Linked DNA regions of Drosophila melanogaster: all the other regions are linked to region 3. A link is a contact called in public Hi-C and targeted proximity ligation data. All regions are on one chromosome and are shown on one strand. The core of a region is the stretch at or near the end of the contact, and the rest is flanking DNA. Distances in the headings are between cores, read along the strand shown. Region 1 holds the start of ens (ensconsin). Region 2 holds the start of Rcd5 (Reduction in Cnn dots 5). Region 3 holds the start of Faa (Fumarylacetoacetase).

Evidence for each region. Hi-C and Micro-C count contacts between places; a contact is called where the count stands out from the background.
Region 1: a contact with region 3 is called in a Hi-C map of the Kc167 cell line, with 3 times the contacts expected there. A contact is called at or near these places in 4 of 107 Hi-C or Micro-C datasets (the Clone 8 cell line, the Kc167 cell line, cellular blastoderm embryo and 1 more).
Region 2: a contact with region 3 is called in a targeted proximity ligation map of the Kc167 cell line, with 6 times the contacts expected there. A contact is called at or near these places in 44 of 107 Hi-C or Micro-C datasets (the Clone 8 cell line, the D17-c3 cell line, the Kc167 cell line and 17 more) and 5 of 7 datasets of targeted methods (the Kc167 cell line and the S2 cell line).

What each region holds. Positions count from the first base shown.
Region 1 is chr3L:4,133,167-4,135,961 of dm6, forward strand. It overlaps ens (ensconsin), which reads right to left and starts at 1,384. Exons shown (of 13, transcript NM_001300004.1): 1 at 1,288-1,384; 2 at 603-656. The coding sequence starts at 1,336. RfC4 (Replication factor C subunit 4) reads right to left here. Exons shown (of 2, transcript NM_079191.3): 1 at 2,653-2,795; 2 at 1,694-2,600. The coding sequence ends at 1,770.
Region 2 is chr3L:4,038,985-4,041,902 of dm6, forward strand. Rcd5 (Reduction in Cnn dots 5) reads left to right here and starts at 1,545. Exons shown (of 3, transcript NM_139595.3): 1 at 1,545-1,919; 2 at 1,983-2,709; 3 at 2,769-2,918. The coding sequence starts at 1,645. CG11593 reads right to left here and starts at 1,498. Exons shown (of 4, transcript NM_139594.2): 1 at 1,112-1,498; 2 at 1-1,047. The coding sequence starts at 1,116.
Region 3 is chr3L:4,072,647-4,075,427 of dm6, forward strand. It overlaps Faa (Fumarylacetoacetase), which reads right to left and starts at 1,308. Exons shown (of 4, transcript NM_080091.4): 1 at 1,108-1,308; 2 at 506-723; 3 at 1-445. The coding sequence starts at 1,194. It overlaps Gad1 (Glutamic acid decarboxylase 1), which reads right to left. Exons shown (of 8, transcript NM_168055.2): 8 at 1,431-2,781. The coding sequence ends at 2,719.

The DNA of each region.
Region 1 (2,795 bases), core at 134-2,633, 61 kb after region 3:
TATAATTAGAGTTGGACTTGCCATCTAAAATCAAGCTAGACCTTAAGTGTAGATAACATTTTGATCTTTTAGGTGTTAATTGAAGATGCTTTGAGTTTTTAATAACCCACTTTAGTGGGTAACATCTAGACAGTTTAGAAACTACAGTGATTTAAAGCGTGTCACTGGGTGAGAATAGATAAGAAGATTTTCTTATTAGAAAAACAGCTATGAAAGACTTGCAATAGACCAGTGACGGTTAAAATCGCGATAAGGCGGACTATGGGTCTTATTTGTTAGTGAGATCATGCGGCAAACATTCGGAGCATTCGTTTTGGAGGCGGAACAGAACGGGGCGTGGCTGTGGAAGACTTTGGAGCAGCCTGAATGGAATGCCAACTACCTTGAGAGTCGTCTTCACTGGCGGAGATTTGACCGCCCACCTGGGCGAACCAATGCAAGGTTGCGCCGGCGCTGCAGCCCGAGATCTTGGCAGGTGCGAATGCGTGGGCTGTGGTTCGAGTTATAGGTGATGTTAAAGCGATTACATATAGTGCGTATGTGTGATATACATTGGTGCCGATTTTATGTAACTCGCAAGATAATCCGCATAGAAGGCTTACCTTTTCGCTCGGCGCTGCCCTCGCGACTTTCGGGTCGCTTGGCTGTGTTTTCCACTGCAAAAGAAGTACGAGAAAAATGGACGATTGAGTTTCGCTGCGATTTTCCGGAGTTTTACACGGACTTTTGGCTTTCGTGTGTGGGGAAAATCAATTGCCGTTGCGTTTTGGCAAAAAGGAAAGGTGACAAGAAGGCGAAAGAGCGAGGAAGGAGGGGGACACAAAAACACACACACACACGCACGAACACAAGCGCACGGCAGCAGCTGCGATGACGAAGCGAGAGAGACAGTGAGAAGTACGAGAAAATAATGTATGTTTCCCTCTCTCTTGTTCCAACGACTTTTCCGACTGGAACTTATTTATAAACTCAAAACTCCGGTTCGGAATCGGGGAACTCGAAATACATATATCCCCCATTTCTAGGGGGCAGACACTTTTGGCTTCTCGGCTTTTCTCTTCTTTTCTTTTCTGTGCCTCTCGCCTCGCTGTTTTTTTTCTTCGTTTTTCTCTCTTCACTCCGTTTTTGCTTTTTGGCCGTGGTGTGAGTGCCGTTTTGCTGCGCAGTCGACCAGCACTTTTTGGCCACTGAAAACGCCCCGAAAACGCGTAGATCCTGGCCGATTTTCGACGCGGGGGCATTCGTCCTTCGATTTCGCACTCTCAGCGGGTTGTTTTCAATGCGTACCTTCTGGATTAGTCGAAATATTTCCGTGTTGGCCCCCAAGACTCGCCATATTTCACTTTACTTTAGCGCTGCAAACAGTGTGGCCAGCTCTGTAGTGCTGCGATAATCTACTTAATGCGACCGTACTGTTGTATAGTGGTGTGCTCTACGAAAATACTAGAAATGTTAACTAACGTATTGGTTTTTATGTATAAAAACTAACTCCGGTTTTATGTATAAAAACTAATGATCATTCGGTCCTATAAATACATTATCTAATGTTGTATGATAATTTCAGCTTCCGATACCAAGGGCGCAATAATTAACACTCCATTAGGGACGATATGCTCTAAGTGCGCTGACATAGAAATTAACATTAATCTGTTAACTAACGGTGCCCAGTTTAAAATTTAGGTACACTTGTATTCAATACTGAAAAGGACTTATTTATCTCCAATTTTATTTATCTCTGAGATTTCTTTAACCTATAGTTCATATTAAATCTAATGCTTCTCGGCGGCAATGCAGAGTTTGGCCAGAAGGGCGGTGAGCTGCAGCAGCGAGTTGATACCATCGATAATCTTCATGTGGGTGATTCCGATCTCACGGATAAAGTCCAGCTTCAAATGCTCATCGATGTTGATGCGCTTGCAGACACGGAATATGTTCGCAATGATGTCCTCCGGCGAGTATCCCAGCTTCCACAGCTTGGCCAGGATTTTGTAGGCCTTGTGTATGTCGTTAGCAGCGCAATGGTGGATCATCTCCTCTAGGAGCTTTGGGTGCGGCTCGTCGCAGACCTTAAAGACGTTCTCAGCGGTGATGTCGCCAAATCCCTGAGCGGTGGACTGCAGGTTGTTCAGTCCCTGTCGCATATCACCTTGGGCAGTGAATACGATGGCCTCAAGTCCGTCCTCCGTGTAGTTAAGCTTCTCCCACTTGGCCACCTCGATGAGCTTGGCCAGAACTTGCGCATCGGACAGCTTGGTGAATCGTAGCATGGCGCAGCGGGACTGGATAGGCTCTATGATCTTCTCGCTGGTGTTGCAGGCCAGGGCAAAACGAGTGGTGCTGCTGTAGATCTCCATGGTCCGGCGCAGTGCCTGCTGGGCACCCTCCGTCATGCTGTCCGCCTCGTCCAGAATCACAATCTTGTGCCTGCCCCGCGGCAGTGTCACCTTCTGCTGAGCAAACATCTTGATCTTGTTGCGGACCACATCGATTCCTCGTTCATTGGAGGCATTCAGCTCGAGGACAGCCTCCTTGTAGCTGTCTCCCAGGAGAATCCTGGCCAGACACTGGATGGTGGTTGTCTTGCCCACGCCAGGAGGACCCTATAGATCACAATTAGTGGCGCCAAACTAATTTTACTCCTCACAAACTCACAGCAATAATAATATTGGGTGCATTTCCCTGGGTGGCGAATACGGATAGTCTTGCTACGGTATCCTCATTGCCCACTATCTCCTTGAACTTCACGGGGCGGTACTTCTCAATCCACGGCAAGTGACTGCGCTTGTCGTCCGCCG
Region 2 (2,918 bases), core at 295-2,794, 33 kb before region 3:
CAAAAGATGACAATGGCGTTCTGACCGCCAGATTTGAGATAGCCGCCGTGGGACAGCACACGCTTGTAGGGCTCTATGACCCGCATGTCGATCTCCCTGGTACGTCCATCCGGTAAAGTGATCTTCTGCCAATTCCGCGAATCACGTCTCTCTTCAGCAGCCGTATACTGTGGCAGAGTTGAGGCAGCCGTAGCCGATGCCGGAGCATTTGGCGTGGGCGTGGTGGCCAAACCGAACTCCAGGTCCAGTTCCAAGTCGTCGTCGTGGTCGGGCAGCAGTTCCGGACCCTCGCAGTCGTCGTCGTCATCCTCTCCGTCTAAGCCATCAATCAGGGAGCTCGATGGACTTAGAGAGGCCAAATTGTGCTCAATGTCCTCGTCATCGTCGAAGCTGTGATTGGAGATGGAATCCAGGCTAGATATGTCCTCGCCACCAGGGAGTGCAGTCGATCGTTTGGATTTCTTGCCATTGCCATTGGGCATCAGGGAAACGGACTGAAAGTTAGACTCCACGGCGGCCAAGTACTGGGACACATCCGCATCTGACTCGCTGCTCAGGATATCCGGACTGTTGGCCCTTAGCAGGCTGACCTTGGCGTCCTGCGGCTTGTTCCGGCATTGGTTCAGGTTGTTCTTCACCTGCACCGTCTCCGTGGTGGGCACAACGTCCGGAAAGTTGCTCCTCGGCAGCTGTTTCTCCTGCTTCTTCAGCTGAAAGGGTTCCGAGTCTGAGTCCGTGTTGGTTGGCGACATCAGCGGATGGCTGTTGGCCAGGGTGCGCTCGATGATGTTGTGTCGTTGTGGCATCGCCTCCATGGGCAGCAGCTCTGGACGCAGTATTCTGTTGTCCAGCGCGGAGGTCGTCTTGAACTCCAGTTCCTCCTTATCGTGATCCTGCTTGGCCTGCTCCAATTTCAGGATATTCTTCTCCGGCGCGGTGGGCAAAACATCATCCGCCAGCGGCGAGACGCCCGTTGAGTCCGTCGGCGTCTCCGAGATGTCCATTTTGCTCTCTGACGGCGAAGATTCCGATTCCGCGTAGTGCAAACTGCAAATCGATTAGTCATATCTTAGTCAGTCGCCTTTTTGTTTTCGTGCAAAGAACCATTTACCTCATAGTTTCCCGTATAATTTGTGTGGCTAGTGCGAAATTTCGGGGCCCGCTCATCCAGACACTCATCTAGTCGCTCCGGGCATCGGTGCTGGGTGCATAAGTAAGACTTTTTAGCCCGAATTCGCTGATTTTAAATGCCAGTAAACAAAATTTCGAGAGGGCTCCAGTGGCGAGGTTACCAGATATTCGCGAATGCGTTTGTGTGGGTAGCAGTGTTGCGAAACATGTGTTTCCCATGGAGATCTGGCAGGCCAGTGACACTATGATGGTAACTTTTAAAATGGTAAAGTCAAGCTTAATGTTCTCACTTTCGCTAATTATATATTAAGCAAGTGAACTGTTAAGAAAGAAAATTAATTTTATATATATTTATATAAGCTATTAACAAATGTTTTTCTTGCAGTGACACTTTATTTCGAAGACGTGGCAACTCTGCAAGTGATATACTTTTTCCTGCTGGTGCGGTCACACTGCTGAGCTGTGCGTCGCGAAAATAAATACATTTTAGCCCATAAACAGCCCGCTAGAGCGATGGAGGCATCAAGAATAACCGCGATCGCCAGCAGTGCAGTGTCCGTTACCGCTCCCAATCCCCCCACAGTGTCCACCATTCCCACAGCAGCTGCGAGCACACTAATCCAGGTAGGCGTGTCGCCAGCAACAACAACCATGCCAACACCAGCAGCCACAACAACAACAACCACAATAGGAAGTACAGCTAGCAGTGCCGTTGGAATTTCAACGCCGATACGAAATCCCATTTCAAATCTGCAGATAGAACAGCAAAACGATCAAAAGCGAAGAAGGTGAGACGATGACATATGTCAAAATTGACAGATTAAGTGGCAGCTCCTTTTGCATCGAAACAGTTCATCGCGGACGATTAAAAGGAAGCGTTTTGATGACGAAATAGTTGAGTACAACATTGCGGTGCCCACAAATCGCAGCGGAACAGACGCCAATCGCAGCAGCAGGCCTCGCACCACCTCCCAGAATTATCCAGCTTTGGTGGGCGTGCCGCACACCACGTTAGCGCCTCTTAACATACCCACTTCCACGCCACAGACGCCGCTTTCAGTTGATTCCCTGCTGCCGGGGACACCTAGCACTGTTGCATCGCTGTCACTGGCCACGCCCACAACGCCAGCTCCCTTGGCCACTCCCCTTCCAGTTGCCCCAATTGTGACTGCCGTCGCGCATCCCAAACCACCGGCCATGGAGCGCTCCACGACCAGCGAGCGCCGTTCGCGCCCAGTGCGTCCTGCCAGCAAAAAGGCGCAGCGTAGAAATGGTCGTCCCATGGGTCAGATGGCCACCAAGGATTTGGGCCGCTGGAAGCCCATTGACGACTTGGCCCTCATAATTGGCATCCAGCAGACCAACGATCTGCGGATAATCCATCGCGGCGTTAAGTTTTCCTGCAAGTTTACTCTGCAGGAACTACAGCAGCGCTGGTATGCTCTGCTGTATGAGCCTGCGGTGTCCAGGATTGCAGTGTCCGCCATAAGGAACCTGCACCCCGAACTCGTGGAGTCCGTTCAGCGCAAAGCTTTGTACAGCGTGCAGGAGGAGGATCTGCTTGGCACCATTAAGAGCGTAAGTACACTATTTTCATCATGATTTAAGCTTTTTCTAATCAGTAATTCAATTCACAGTCGGAACAACCAAAACTTGAGCAGTTCCAGGAGCTACTGGATAAGAATGCCTCCGTTTTCTACTGCGCCCGCACTGCCAAATCCTTGCAAAACCATTGGCTTCTTCTCAAGCAGTACACCCTGTTGCCGGATCAGTCAGTGAAGCCTATA
Region 3 (2,781 bases), core at 58-2,557:
TGCGGTGAAGGGGCCCAGTGGCACATATTCCCACTTCTGAATATCCCTGGCACTCCAGTCGTTCATCAGCGTGAAACCGAACACGTTCTTCCAGGCCTCATCCACGCGTATGGGTTCACCCAGCTGATTTCCCTTACCACCGATAAAGAAAGCCATTTCTAGTTCGAAATCCAGAAGCTTGCAGGCGCCAAAGACGGGCTTCTCTGCTCCATCGGGAAACGTTTGACCAAGAGGACGACGGATGGGAGTACCGGAAACCACCACAGAACTTGCACGACCATGATAGCCCACCGGCAGATGGCGCCAGTTGGGCATCAGAGCATTGTCTGGTCCACGGAACATAATGCCGACATTGGTGGCATGGTGGATGGATGAGTAAAAGTCTGTATAGTCACCAATCTGTGCAGGCAGGTGCAGCTTGATCTCAGACTGTGGCACAATGGAACTGATAAATAAATAAATTATTAACTATGAATAATAAATTATTATAATAAATCCGACTTACACCGCCTTCAAGTCCACATTGTGGTCCAATTCTGAACCCTTCGTCAATAGCTTTTGAGTCTGGCTTCTTACCACATCCCAAGCTTCAAAGTCCAATCCCATAAGCTCATTCAAAGTTTCGGCCTGCAGGCTTTTCTGAACTTGGAAAGGAAACAACTGCGAGACAGCTTTCAGGTCCAGGACATGCTCTCCAATGGCCACACAAATACGGTGAACTTTCTACGGATGGTAAGATGAAAAACACCATTTACGATATACAAATACGATATATGATATGGGGCCTTATCAGAACCTGGTTGCTGGGGTATTAAAGATTGGATTAGCATATTGTTTTCGTAAACAAACTAGTTTGTCTTGGATGATGTATGCAAATGCTATGCCCCAAAGCGGTTTCTGTTCTAAAGTTGATTTCTAGAACATGTGGAACGATCCAAAGTCACATGAAACTGAAGAAAAACTTGAAAATATTACACGGAAAACAGGCTGAGTTAAAGGAACATTTGCTTTGCCATTTACCACTTTAGTTATCATTTACAACAGCGAGACCATTGTTCTAAAATCTCATAAAAATATAAGATTTGATTTCAGTATGATATCACTCACATTGTTTTCGGTTGAGAAGACAGCGTAGGGTAGATTTTCCAGCGGAAAATCGCTGTTCTCTGGCACTGGCACAAAACTCTGGGACATTTTAAAAGCACTCAAAGTGGAAAACTTGGGCAGGTTGGTGCGAATCAATAAAGTGAAGCAGAGAAGCGGAAAAAGCGTGCGCGGAGCCAGAGTGAGCTAGATAACAACTGAGGGATTTTCTATTCACGATCCGCCTTATATAGGTGCTCAGACCACAAGATCTTTCGGCTCTCTTAGCAAAACCAAGCCCCCAAAGGTAAAGAGCGCCTTAGACATAATGAAGAGAAATTTTAATTGCGCTTTGATTACTTTTATTTATTTTACTCATATATTCATATATATAATATATTCATTTGCATTTATATAGATGTTGGAATAATTCTTGTTTGGCATTGATTTGGATCTGCAAATACATATACATACATTAATTTATACATACATAAAATGAGCGTGGTGCTGGATAAACTTAGATAACACGCTTTAAAGTACTATAATTGTTGAATTTATTGTAGTTTTTATGCCATTATTTTCTTACTTTTGCGGAATTGACAAACGAGTTTTGTGCACAGGTAGAATGTAATGTCTGATTGTGTTCTTTTCATATAGGGACATTTCACTACCAACCTTTCTGGAACAACTAACTGATTAAAACTTAACTAAAATCTGAATCTTCCAACATTCGTAATTGAGCTTAATTGACTCCGGGCAATACATATATACTTGTCAGCCATTTTGTTGAAACTAAACTCCAACTAATTCGATTATACGTATTCACGTCTCTATATATAGCACAGTTCGATACATGGACTAAATGGGTTCTGCGGCACAGATCCCCTCTCTTTGGTTTGTCTATACAATTAACAAGCACAGGTCTCTTTCGATCTTGTTTTTATAAAGGTACGCGCATGGCTATAGATATGATATATTTGAAAACATTCTCTGTTTGCAAACAAAGTGAAATCAACGAATTGAACTAAGGTCCTCAACTGGCTCTTCATCTTCTCCTGATATGTTAAGATAGCGTTCCAACAGTTTCTATATCATATACATATATATCATTATATCATCATAGTACTTTTGTGTGGGACTGGGGCTGTCTTTCGTTTTGGTGGTGCGTGTGTGGAGCGGTGGCTTCTATGCTCTGAATTCTATCGTTATTTTTCGGTATACATATAGATATTCAAATATAACTTGTGGATTCTCCTCTCGCCGTCCATTGATTTAGATATAGTTGCCAACGAACGTAAAAGTAAAACGCCTCGATTATACATAGTACTTTTTTTTCCAACTCCGGGACGAACGGATAACGACGCTTAACGAATAACGGTCAACGGATAACAGAATGAGAAATCGTAAAGGAACATCTAGCAACACGTTATAGATACAAACAAATGTACATTCAACATTGAACTCTGATGATTACCGGGATACCCATAATCGCCGGCTCTCGGATCTCTGGGCTCTTCAGCCGGTCTCCTGATATGCTTTTACCTAAATGATACTTCTTGGTTGTGTGAGATCTACCATTACCAATCGAAGCCGAACCGAACCGAGACGAGCCGAGCCAAACTAGACTGAAACCCCTTACAAGTCGTCGCCCAGGCGATGGATCTCGTCCAGCATAAAGTCCACATCCGCCTCGTTGAC